Regions from separate parts of the Mus musculus genome. Here region 2 is linked to region 1. A link is a contact called in public Hi-C data. All regions are on one chromosome and are shown on one strand. The core of a region is the stretch at or near the end of the contact, and the rest is flanking DNA. Distances in the headings are between cores, read along the strand shown. Region 1 overlaps Ptprn2 (protein tyrosine phosphatase, receptor type, N polypeptide 2). Region 2 overlaps Ptprn2 (protein tyrosine phosphatase, receptor type, N polypeptide 2).

Region 1 (5,066 bases), core at 1,270-3,769:
TGAAAATGTAATATATTTTAAATGCATCTAATTGGCTATTTTATCACAGATCAATTATACTTCACTAAAGCTGTCTAAAACATACATCAGAATCCAGGGATTGTCCTCGGCTGAGCGCATCAACCATCTCCCTGCTCCATGCATGAGCCATGTGTCTGGAAGAGAATCCTTCTGACAGAGGAGTGGACAGGGACCTGAGCCAGGGGACTAACACATTTCTCATCTTGTGTCAGAATAAGAAGCTGTGTGGGGCTTCTTGACTTGAGTAAAGAGAAAAGATTAAAAACCATCTACTGGGCATCTGGGGAGACTATTTGTAAGGCAGGAAAGGCCACAGTATCCCATGCTTTGAAGCAATAGCCTCGCGAACATATTCACAAACACGGCCAGAAGAGGTTGGCTGCCTGCGCGGCCCAAAGAAGGCGCAGGGACAGAGTTAGTAATGTGGGAGCCAAGACACAGTGCGATGAGAAACAGCAGCTTAATAAAAGCTAGGCTGTTATCAAGTTATGAAGGCAAAGAGCAGGAACTGGGGGAGATGAAGAAAGAGTAAGGAAATTAAAGCTACAAAAGCAGAGTTAAAATCCACACTGGGGGCAACAGAGCAGAACCAGTGGCCATATCAGCCTGACTCGCTCAGCTCTTCGAAAATAATGAGGGAAGGGCCGGAAACAGTGGAGGTGGGGCAGTCAGAACTGTGTAGACGAGGACAAGACGCAGCCCAAGAACCAACCACGAGGTCAGAAGAATGGGGGCAGTGGTAGGATGCTTGCTTGCCCTTCGGCATAGTTTCCACCCAATGACACCTGGCTTGCACAGCAAATTGCAGAAGGAACACTGTACAGATGGACCCCGTAGAGCATCGTCTGACGTAGAACTTAAGGGTATTGATGTGACGAGCCAATGGGAAGGCAAGGTGTGATGGTTTATCCCTCCCATCACAGTACACTAAATAAGAACTGCAGTGATCAGGATAAACAAGTGTTCTAGGTGGAACCACCTGGCTCCGAAGGACTGAAAGAGGGGGCCATGCTCCACTCCCGTGTGCCCAGAGTCACCTTGCCCCTCCGAGTTCCAGCTTGGGAAGCAGCTGCTAGAAGGAACACTGTTGGCAGTGATATTCACATCCAAAGACCACGGATCCTGGAAGAAGTCCCCATCACAGGCCCCACTGGGAACCAGCAGTTTTCCTTCCAATGAAGCACTAGACCAGGACTCTCCTGGGAGCAGCCAGGGCAAGCATCTGGAAGTTCCCTGGTAAAGGCCCCTGGCTCAGTACACAGCCTGCTTGGGTCTCCCGGTGACATGTGTGAGTGAGGGGGAACTACTGCTCCTCCTAACTGACCTTGCTGGTTGAGCCCACCCTACATGGAGGTCCCTCCCATGTGCTACTAGGGAACATCACAAGCACTATTGGCCACTGACACCAACATGCTTGCAGGACAGAGATTCGGGTGTTGGAGAGCTAGCTCCTGGAGTGGGACCCCTGGCACCTGCCTTCACGCCTTCCCCCTGCCCACGGTGAAGCTGATGGCAAGCCGATCAAGCTGCCCACCCCCACCCGAGGGCTTGATGGGAAGTCAGAGCACTACACTGTGGGTCTTCTTCAGCACCCACTCATGTTACCAACTCTTTTTTTTGTTGTTGTTGTTATTGTTGTTGTTGTTCTTAATAGTTTTAAATTTTAACTTATAATATTGTATTTTGGCTTACATGAAACACTGGTAATGAGCCCTCCCCACTCCCACCCCACACACGATGACTCTGAAAAACTCCCCTAAAGAAATCCTAAATTAGTCTTTAAAAAATACACAAAAATACACTGGGGCAGGGACACTGGCCCTTAAGGAGCAGTAATTACTGAGACTGAGGGGTGCCAGAGGCCCAGTGTGGTCTTTGTGCTCAGGGACTGACAGACTCAGGCTCATACATAATTCAGGAGCAGAGACAATACAAGGAGCAGAATTTAGAAAGAGCCAGAGTGGCTAAACACCCATGCCTGGGGTAAATAAAGAGTGCCCAGGAACCCTGTGATGATTTTTTGTACAATTTATGAAAAAAAATCATAGCGTTGAGGTACTAGGGTACCCTCCCTGTGTGTGGTGGGAACATCCCAGGTTTTCACTTTTCCCTAGGAAAGTGTGTAGCCCTCGTGGGCCCGCAGAAGAGCATATGGTACTGCAGGGACAGTGTGTCCCCCACCCCTTTCGTCCTCCTTCCTTTCTCTGTGCACCACAATGCAAAGCTTTGTCGAGCTAATACTTCAAGGATCAACATCGAAATTGGAACTTTCTCTTTCTATAGCCACATCCAATTAAAAGTATCTTAGACCTCCCAGCGGCTCCCCCTCCAGGGCGGCCTGGCTGTCAGAGCCCTGGAACTATACATACATTTTAAATCAACCTGCGGGTCTCCAACCCATACACAATATTATAAACAGCATTTTCGCAGCCCCTTTGTGTGTGCCGCTGTGAATCGGGACCGCTGAATCACATGGGTAAACCCTGCCTCCACCCACACATTCCCGGTTTATGGAGTCATTTCAGAGCAATCCAATTAGTCTCCTCCACCTGACCGTCTGTTGATTACATTTGGATTTTTCTTTGCAGGCGATGTGGGGCGCTCACTCTATGCCGTACAGCTGCAGCTTCTCACCTTCTCAACCCCGCCGAGGAGGAGAATTCACTGCACAAACTCCTGTGCGAATCGTGTGTAAGGAAAACAGTTTGTACAGACGCCTGCCTGAATGTACCAACCTCAGGAGAGTGCCCTGCACAAAGGCCTTTGTGGGCCTAGCTTAGGAGAATCAGACATATTAACCAATGCAAATAAAGGGAGAAGGACTAGAGATGGACTCCTCAGAGAAAGGAAACATGACAACTGTACGCAGGCCAGGAGTGTGGGACCACGGGCTCTGGTCTCTACACGTTTCTCAGCTCATGCTCTGTGAACATTGCTGTGACAGTGACAACCAAGATTTCCACCCCCCTATAAAATTAAATGTCACTCTTGATAGCATAAAATCTGAAACATCATCCTGCCAAGTCCACACCAATACTTGCACAGAAAATTAAACCCTCTCTGTTTATTGAGAGGGTAATGTAGCCTTCAGATGTGTGAGAACCCCTGCTAAGTGAGAAATTAAAAAAGCACCACTGTACGGTCTAATGGTATGTATGAAATAAGAAAGGTAACTTAATTGGTAATCAGAAGAAATCATAAAACTAATCATGCAATTAATGTCTTCAAAAGCAAGCACACGAGGTGTGTATAATTACAAGGAAACAGCGCAATGGTGGCCACTAGGGCCTTGCACGGCTTCCTTGGATGGCCTTCAGCGCCTGCATATGGACTCCCTGGCTTGGTGTCTTTGCCACCTTCTCTAGCACATGGGCCACACCGAACTCCCCTCATGCAAAGGGATCCTAGCATGCCTCTCTCTAAGCTCTGTTCTTCCTTGTCACTGGCTATGGGTCCCTTGGGAGGTATGGCCATGCGTGTATATGTGACAGTTGGGGATTGCTCACTGAGGTGGCTGTGGGAACAACTAATGAACACATATTTACATCTGCAATACCCTGGTTTTCTTTGGAAAGCTACACTGAATAATAAGCAGTTGTTGCTTAACACACACAGTTTGAAGGCTGTTGCAGGGAGGTTAACTTGTTGATAAGTAGGGCCTGTGATGAAGAACCACCAGGTGTTTTTTTCTAGGTCCTATGTCTCTGCACCAGGAGTCCCCCACACAGGTCACCACAGTCCTCTTTTATCCTGGTGACTATATCCTATGTCTCTGCACCAGGAGTCCCCCATGCAGGTCATCACAGTCCTCAGAGAACTAATTGTTCACAAACAAGAAATTACAGAGGAAGAATTCCATTGCTGCTTGTCTTATGCTGATTTGGTCTTGGGGGTAATCACAGTGCCCTGTAGGTTCACACCAACATTGCCTGTTAAGGATGTGCACTAATCTCTCTGCAGAGCTGCATGAGGCTCCCTGGACCTAGCCTGCCACCATTAGGTAGAGGAGAAATGGCCAGTGGGAGAAGCAGTAATAGCTAGGCTGGAGTTAGAGGGAGAGATAAGATGCTAGGAAGAGGAATGGTGTGAGTAGGAGGCCCATTAACAGCAGAGCAAGATATCAAGGGAAGGGCTGAGCATGGTGGTAAGGGGAGCCTAAGGGGAAGAGCTTGGAATCCCATGGATAAAGAAGGTGTGCTATGTGAAATGAATACATTATGGTTAGTCTTGCCCTGCTGTGAGTGTATTCACTTTTAATTTGACCTCAGTGCCCAAGGACTTGCAGTTTGCACCCTGCAGGGGAATGCTGTCCTTGGCATGGGTGGTGCGCTGAGGACTTGTGGCGGTCCCATCAGGACCCTGACACATGGTGGAGGGTTGTTCTGTGAGGACCCACCTGGCCGATGTCTTCTTTCTCTTCTAAGGTCTGTTTTCAACAAGCAGACGAGTCACAGATATGAGACAGGCACATAATTCTATCTTCTCCATACAAGGGGGAGAGAATCATCTCTTTGCTCCTGGCAGTGGACATTTCACGTAAAGCAAAGGGCTTACTGCTTTAGAGAACGTACAACGTACGTGGCTAGCAAGAGAAGATGCAGAAAAGGCCCTCCTTTAGCTATCCTCTGCAAACCATAGTCTGAGAGCACTCCCTTGTTCTTACGTCATTTTGAGGTAGCACATGAGGTGATTTACCCTTTTGTGGGTCCTTTGATCAGCCCCCCAACTGTCCAATTATCTTCACGTGTCAGATTTCTCATGCTGAATTACACAGCTTTAAGCCTCTCATGTTGATCATGGCTCAGACCAGGAGTCACCAGAACATTTTGAGAAGCCACAGTACAGAGGATCCCCACCCCCCAAAGCTGGGCCATTACATATCCCAAGGATCCCACCTGCTCTGCTAGGAAGGGGGGCTTTGGAAGACAGCTAGGGTAACAAACGGGTCACTAGGGAAAAGGAATGTTTTCGAAGTTCATGCTGAAAAAAGAAGGTAAAGTGGGCTTGGCTTCCATGGCACATGTAGATCAATGCCAAGTATATTA
Region 2 (5,411 bases), core at 824-3,323, 100 kb before region 1:
ACACGGGGAGGCTGACCCTCACAGGCCTCTGCTTTCTCACCCCGGTTTCCCTGTCCCTTCCCCCTCACTAATTCCCAAGATCTCTGTAGAGGTCGTGGAGATCAGACCATGGCGCAGGACACAAAAGGTCGTGGGTTCCCGGGAGCCTCCAGTATTCACAGCCCCAGAGGGTCCTAGCTGGGACAATGCCACAGCCCAGCCTCCCTGGCCACAAAGCGCGCTCGCAGGAGCCGTAAATGTCCCCAACAAGGCCCGTACCCACCCCAAAATACCAAAAGCACCGCAGCGCTACCGTGGCCGACTAGCACTCCCCAGCTGGGCCACTGTGCACTTTAGGAGTGGAGCATCTAGGCTGGGGGCTGGTGGGCACTAACCCTAACCTCCTTTCTCTGCTTCCTCATATTTGCTTGATTCCTAAAATCTGTCATCCTGGCTTGGTGAAAACCATTTGGACCACTAAGCCCTTTACACCAGATCGGGAAGACTCTCGGTTTCCAGCAGTAACACGCAATGCCTGGTACCTAAGAAAGCCCGAGGTCTGCTGACTTCGATGGACAACTGAAGAACTGAGCAGAAACTGAGTGGGATAGGACCCAGGCAGGCAGAGGCACGGTGAGGCTCGACAGGTGGACTGCAGTACACACCTAGTTCTACCACGTACAGGGCCCTGGCAATCCTTATACTGACCCCTCTTCTTTAAAGCAGTCCAGCCTGGAGCGTCGCGTTGCAACGAAGACGCAAAGGGACTTCGGCTTTAAAAGTCAATGATGCTGATTTGGGGGCTACCCAGATGTCTGGGGGCGCAGCTTCTTTAACCGCAAAACAGGCGGGTTTTAGGAACCAAACCATTAGTCAGAAATGAAATAAATAAGCTCTTGTTCTAACAGCTCTGAGTCAGAAGTTTTTCTGGCGAGTACGCGACCGCCCCACCTGGCGCGCCCGGGGGGTGGGGGTCTCGGATAGATAAGGGTGGGAGAAAGTGTAGGATCCCTCTGGGGCAGGGAGGTAGAAGCTCAAAGGTGATTCTTGGAGAGGCTGGGATTGGGGAGTCAGAGGACTCCTCACTTTCCTGGGCCGCCCCCACCTGCTTCTCTGAACGCTCCGCCCCGGGCCCACTTGGTCCTCTTAACTCGCCGCCAGCTGGGACTATCAAATGGCACAGAAGCACACCCGGGACCCCAGAAAGGAGAGAGTAAAGAGATCTCCAAAATGCTGCCAGAGGAAAACGTCCCCAGACCAGTCCCCTTTATGCTAGCTGCTCATCTTGTCCTTCATCCATCCTCCCTCTTTGCTCATCATACCGTATGTCTCCATCTCCTCTCATCCTCGAGGCCGTTTTCTTCAAGTTCTGAATTTCCCAGAGGCCCAGCCTTATGACAAGCCGAGAGGAGTACTCAAGAGAAGTCCTACAGACCACTATCCCATTATCCCTTGGGGAAGTCTCCTCTGTCTCTCCCTTCTAATCTGTGCGCTCAGAAAGAACTACCATCGTGGGCACTCCGCCTCAGACCCACCTGGAGATAATTCCAAAGGTGGTATTTCCTGTTGGCCGGACCTTTGACATGTGTCCTGTGGCAAGTCAGTTACCCTCTGAACTAGGCAAGACGCCCAGTCCTGTATCTGGGGCCCTCAAGCACACCCTCAACCCTTGGAAGGTTCTGTTCTGCGCCCTGCCAGCACTAAGCTTGGTGATGGCCGGGGGGGTATCTACTCTTGATCCTTTCTGCCCCACCCCACTCTTGTCTCCTCTGCCAGGGCCCACCCGACCGCCCCTCTCAGTGCCACGACAAGGCTGGCCATCCCTGGTTACCTGCAGCAGGGAGGACGCTTGATGCCCAAGAAAGCAGGAGGTGGGGGTGTGCGCCCTGCTAAGCCGCTTCGGGGCTCAGCGGCCGCTGGCGACAGCGCCATCATCGCAACCAACTGCTTCCCTGCATTGAAGCCACTGACGAGAGGGGCCATCCTGCTTCTGACCACAAACTTCTCAGGAGGCGGGTGGAAACAAAGGTGCCGCGCGTCCCAGCGGTGGCGCGCCGTAGCACTCGCTCCGAGCCGAGGGTGCAGGCAGTTCTGCGAGGCCTGCCGGTGCGGCCCGGCGTGCTCCGCCCCAACCCGGCCCCCTGGCTAGGCGCACCGGGTCCTGACGCTGCGTGGGCGGGTGCAGGGCCGGGCTCGGGACGGTCCCCGCAAGGCGGCTGGCCGCGCGCGCAGCTCCAACCGGCGCGGGCGCCGCGCCCCGCCTTATATCCGGCCCCGCGCGCACCCGGCCGGCGACGGCGGCGCGGCTCGCGGCCCAGCCACCGGTTGCTATAGCGATGTCGTTCCCCCCCCCCCCCACATGTTGCTGACAGCAATTGGCTAAGGGGCCGCGGCTCTCCGTACACCCTCATCCGCCCAAGACTATGAATGGACATAAGCTTTGTCAGTCATTGGTACCGCGCCGGAGCCTGGGCCTTTACCGGTTCTTTCTTTCAGTCTTTCTTTCTTTCATTCCCGAGTTGCACTTCTTTCTGGCCAAGTTCAGAGTAGCATTAGGGTGAGGGAATGAAGCCTCAACTAGAAAAGTCGCCCCTCATGGCCCTACTGTGACCTTTGCTTATGGCAGGGGAAGTATTTCCTAGAGACTCTCCAGGAGAAAAAAAAAATTACGGTAAACCGAGCCCGTTCTCGCCTTTCCAAACAGAAGCACATTAATTACCTAAGGGACTCCCCCATCCCCATCCTCCCACCACCACATACTGTACATGAACCCCAGTTTCTAAGACTCAGATGCTCATAGGGAGCAGTCTGTTGAAAGCAGGTGCTAATGAGACTTTGCCACCACTCGGTCCAGGCCAATTGTGGGACTACCAGCCCAATATGTTTGACTGAGGCAGCAGTGAAAAGCATTTCTTTCTTCATCTTTAAGCTCTTGTCATCACCGTAGATGGCCGCCCGACCCCCCGGGGGCCTGTGTGTAGGATACAGGACTACCTTTCCAGTCGCTGGAGCCTACCCAATTACTTGACGTGAGCGCAGACCTGGGGCAGGACTCCAGAGGGTTTATGCTAGCCAAGCGGTCTCTAGAGTCCTCCTCTGGGTTCCGACTCTCTGCATGAGGCTCCCGGACTTTCCCTTCCCACAGTCTTCCTCCCCAACCCTTGTTTGGCCCCGGGCATGGCCACAGGTTGGACACCCTGGTGCGCTGCGCCCCCACAGAGCGGCCAGGAGCCTAAGAGCGAAACCCAACATCTGTGCGTACAATACGCTCTTCAAGACCCACAGCTGCAGGAACAAGGGGAAGAAAGGAAAGTGTGGGGGAGCAGATTTTGTCATACACAGATGACAGTCTGCGGAGGGCTCTTTTTCAGGAAACCCCGACGCATCCCCCCCCCCAATCCCTTCTCCTGCCGCCTTCCCATTGTTCCCGGCACTTGGGACAGCTGGAGACGAAGGCTTGCACGGTCGACACCCCCCCACTCCCACCCTGCTGCCTCACACTGAGAGGCTGCAGAGCCAATTCCTGGACCCTAGAACAAACTCCGCAGCCCCCACTGCAGGCCGGGCCAGGAAAGGCTGGTACCGCCTTGCCTTTTCATCCACCTGGGCGAAGCCCCAGACCTGCCTAATGCAAGAGGCTGGAGCTCCACAGCCTGGAAAGGACCAGGCTCCCAAAAGGAGGGTCCAGTGCTACCAAGTGCTTGCTTAAGCTGGTGCTCTTCCCAAGGACGACTTCCCCTGGTCACCGGCTTAAACTCTTTTGTTTAGCTTTAATTTACAGGGGCTGAAGGAGAGATTCCCCAGAGGCCTGAGACGGTGGCACAACCTGCACCAATCCTGTAGGCCTGAGTGGTTTGGAAGAGGCAGTTGGTAACTTCATGGGAAAGCTGAGTTTGAGGGGTGGCAAAGAGTATAAATTGGGCTTTCCCCAATAGTCTCTTGGGTATGGGATGCCCCTATGCTAGAGGATAGGCCCTGCAGACCCTCCCCCCCCCACACCAACCCTCACTCTCCCATCTCACCAACCCCCACTCACCCCACCCCCTGCTTAAAATCGGTTGCGGCATGGCAACCCGGAGGCGCTCCATCAGGTTTGCTAGAGTGGTCCCTTTCTGTTGCGCCCTCAACAGGCCCAGGACTCTGCAGGGCACGGAGGCCAGTTAGCTAAAGGCCTGTCCTGGCAAAGACCAGGACCGAGGTGTTTTTTCTCAAATCCTATAATCATCCTCAGAGCCCAGCCTACTTGAGTGCCCAGTGCCTTGCGTTCCATTCCCAGGAGGAGCTCTGGCACAGGAGAACATGAGACCTGGAGTCTGAGGAGGGGACCTGCCGCCCTCATCCCCTCTAGCAACCGGGCCTCTCCATAGCAACAGCCTGTGTGTAAGCTTGCCTCCAGCCAACACCACCATCACCACCCACCACTACCTCCTCCTCTTCTTCCTCTTCCTCCTCTTCTCCCTCCTCTTCCCTCGCTTCTCTTTTTCCCCTCTTCTCTGTTCTCCCCCGACTGGACTTGGAAAATGGATCACAGAATACTGGGACCGGGAACACAGATTTCTCTTTATGACAAGAAACTCAGCCTCCCAGGTACTTTAAGTACTCTTAGGGTGAAGGGATCCATCACTCAGCACCAGTGCGAGGGTGTGCCCTGCCCCATGCTCACCCATTTGGTATGCCAGGGTACTTGGCTCTCCTACTGCAGCCACAGCGCCTTAAAGACAACAGGAGTGCAGCAGGGAACACAGGGGTCTGGCAGCCTAGGGCGCGCAGGCACAAGGCGCCCGGAGATCTGGGCGGGGCAGCGGAGTCGGGGGCGCGCGGGCCCTGGTTTATAGGAGCGCGCATAGCCTAGGAGAGTTCGTGGCCCTGTTGTACTCCAGCCCCAGAGCCAGCGTTGCAAACTCAGCGGGAGGCAGTGCACTGAGAGGATCCTAAAGGCCACGAGACGCCTGGCACATCCCAGGATGCGGCTCAGAGCTATCTTTCTGTCAATCTCACTTGCTTTTCTCGCTTTTAGAGGTCCCGAACCACAAGCAAGTGTGGGATACATCCCCTCTGCTTCAAGTGGCAGGGACCCCTCGCGGTCACTTCAGAAGAACAGCCAGAGAAGGCCAGGGCCCAGGGCAGAAGCAGGGCAGATGCAGGCCAGACCAGGGCGCGCTGTCCGGCAGACAGCCAGCTTGGTTTTCCGCAAGCATCAAGAGACAAGGAAATCTGTAAGTAGAGGCGTTTGTTGTATTTTAGTTTCCTTGTGTCCCAAAGGGCTCCTTTACCTGCCCTGTCTAAAAATCCATGCTCCAGATTTAATTGGAATCCAATAGCCTGCCTGCTTTATGCGGTTCTTTGAGGAAGGATGGGGACTGAGATGCAGTGAGTTGCGTTTGTGGTCACCTTTTCAATGGTAAAATGTCCTTACGTCACCTTGCAGTTGT

The links. Hi-C and Micro-C count contacts between places; a contact is called where the count stands out from the background.
Region 2: a contact with region 1 is called in a Hi-C map of the N1E-115 cell line, with 5 times the contacts expected there. The contact joins two enhancer-like sites. A contact is called at or near these places in 1 of 39 promoter capture datasets (hippocampal neurons), 12 of 484 Hi-C or Micro-C datasets (the N1E-115 cell line, brain, cortical neurons and 6 more) and 16 of 115 datasets of contacts at active chromatin or transcription factors (astrocytes, craniofacial prominence, differentiating embryonic stem cells and 9 more).

What each region holds. Positions count from the first base shown.
Region 1 is chr12:117,051,489-117,056,554 of GRCm38.p6, reverse strand. All of the region lies in intron 12 of Ptprn2 (protein tyrosine phosphatase, receptor type, N polypeptide 2), which reads right to left. Among named protein-coding and RNA genes, the nearest start is that of Gm10421, 97 kb to the left of the region's middle. Within about 2 kb of position 2,519, at least 69 of the 459 cell types and tissues checked have an H3K27ac peak or open chromatin away from gene starts, as enhancers often do. A contact at or near this core is called in the N1E-115 cell line, where this site is marked.
Region 2 is chr12:117,150,698-117,156,108 of GRCm38.p6, reverse strand. All of the region lies in intron 12 of Ptprn2 (protein tyrosine phosphatase, receptor type, N polypeptide 2), which reads right to left. Gm10421 (predicted gene 10421) reads left to right here and starts at 4,840. Exons shown (of 3, transcript NR_033538.1): 1 at 4,840-5,195. Within about 2 kb of position 2,073, at least 31 of the 459 cell types and tissues checked have an H3K27ac peak or open chromatin away from gene starts, as enhancers often do. A contact at or near this core is called in the N1E-115 cell line, where this site is marked.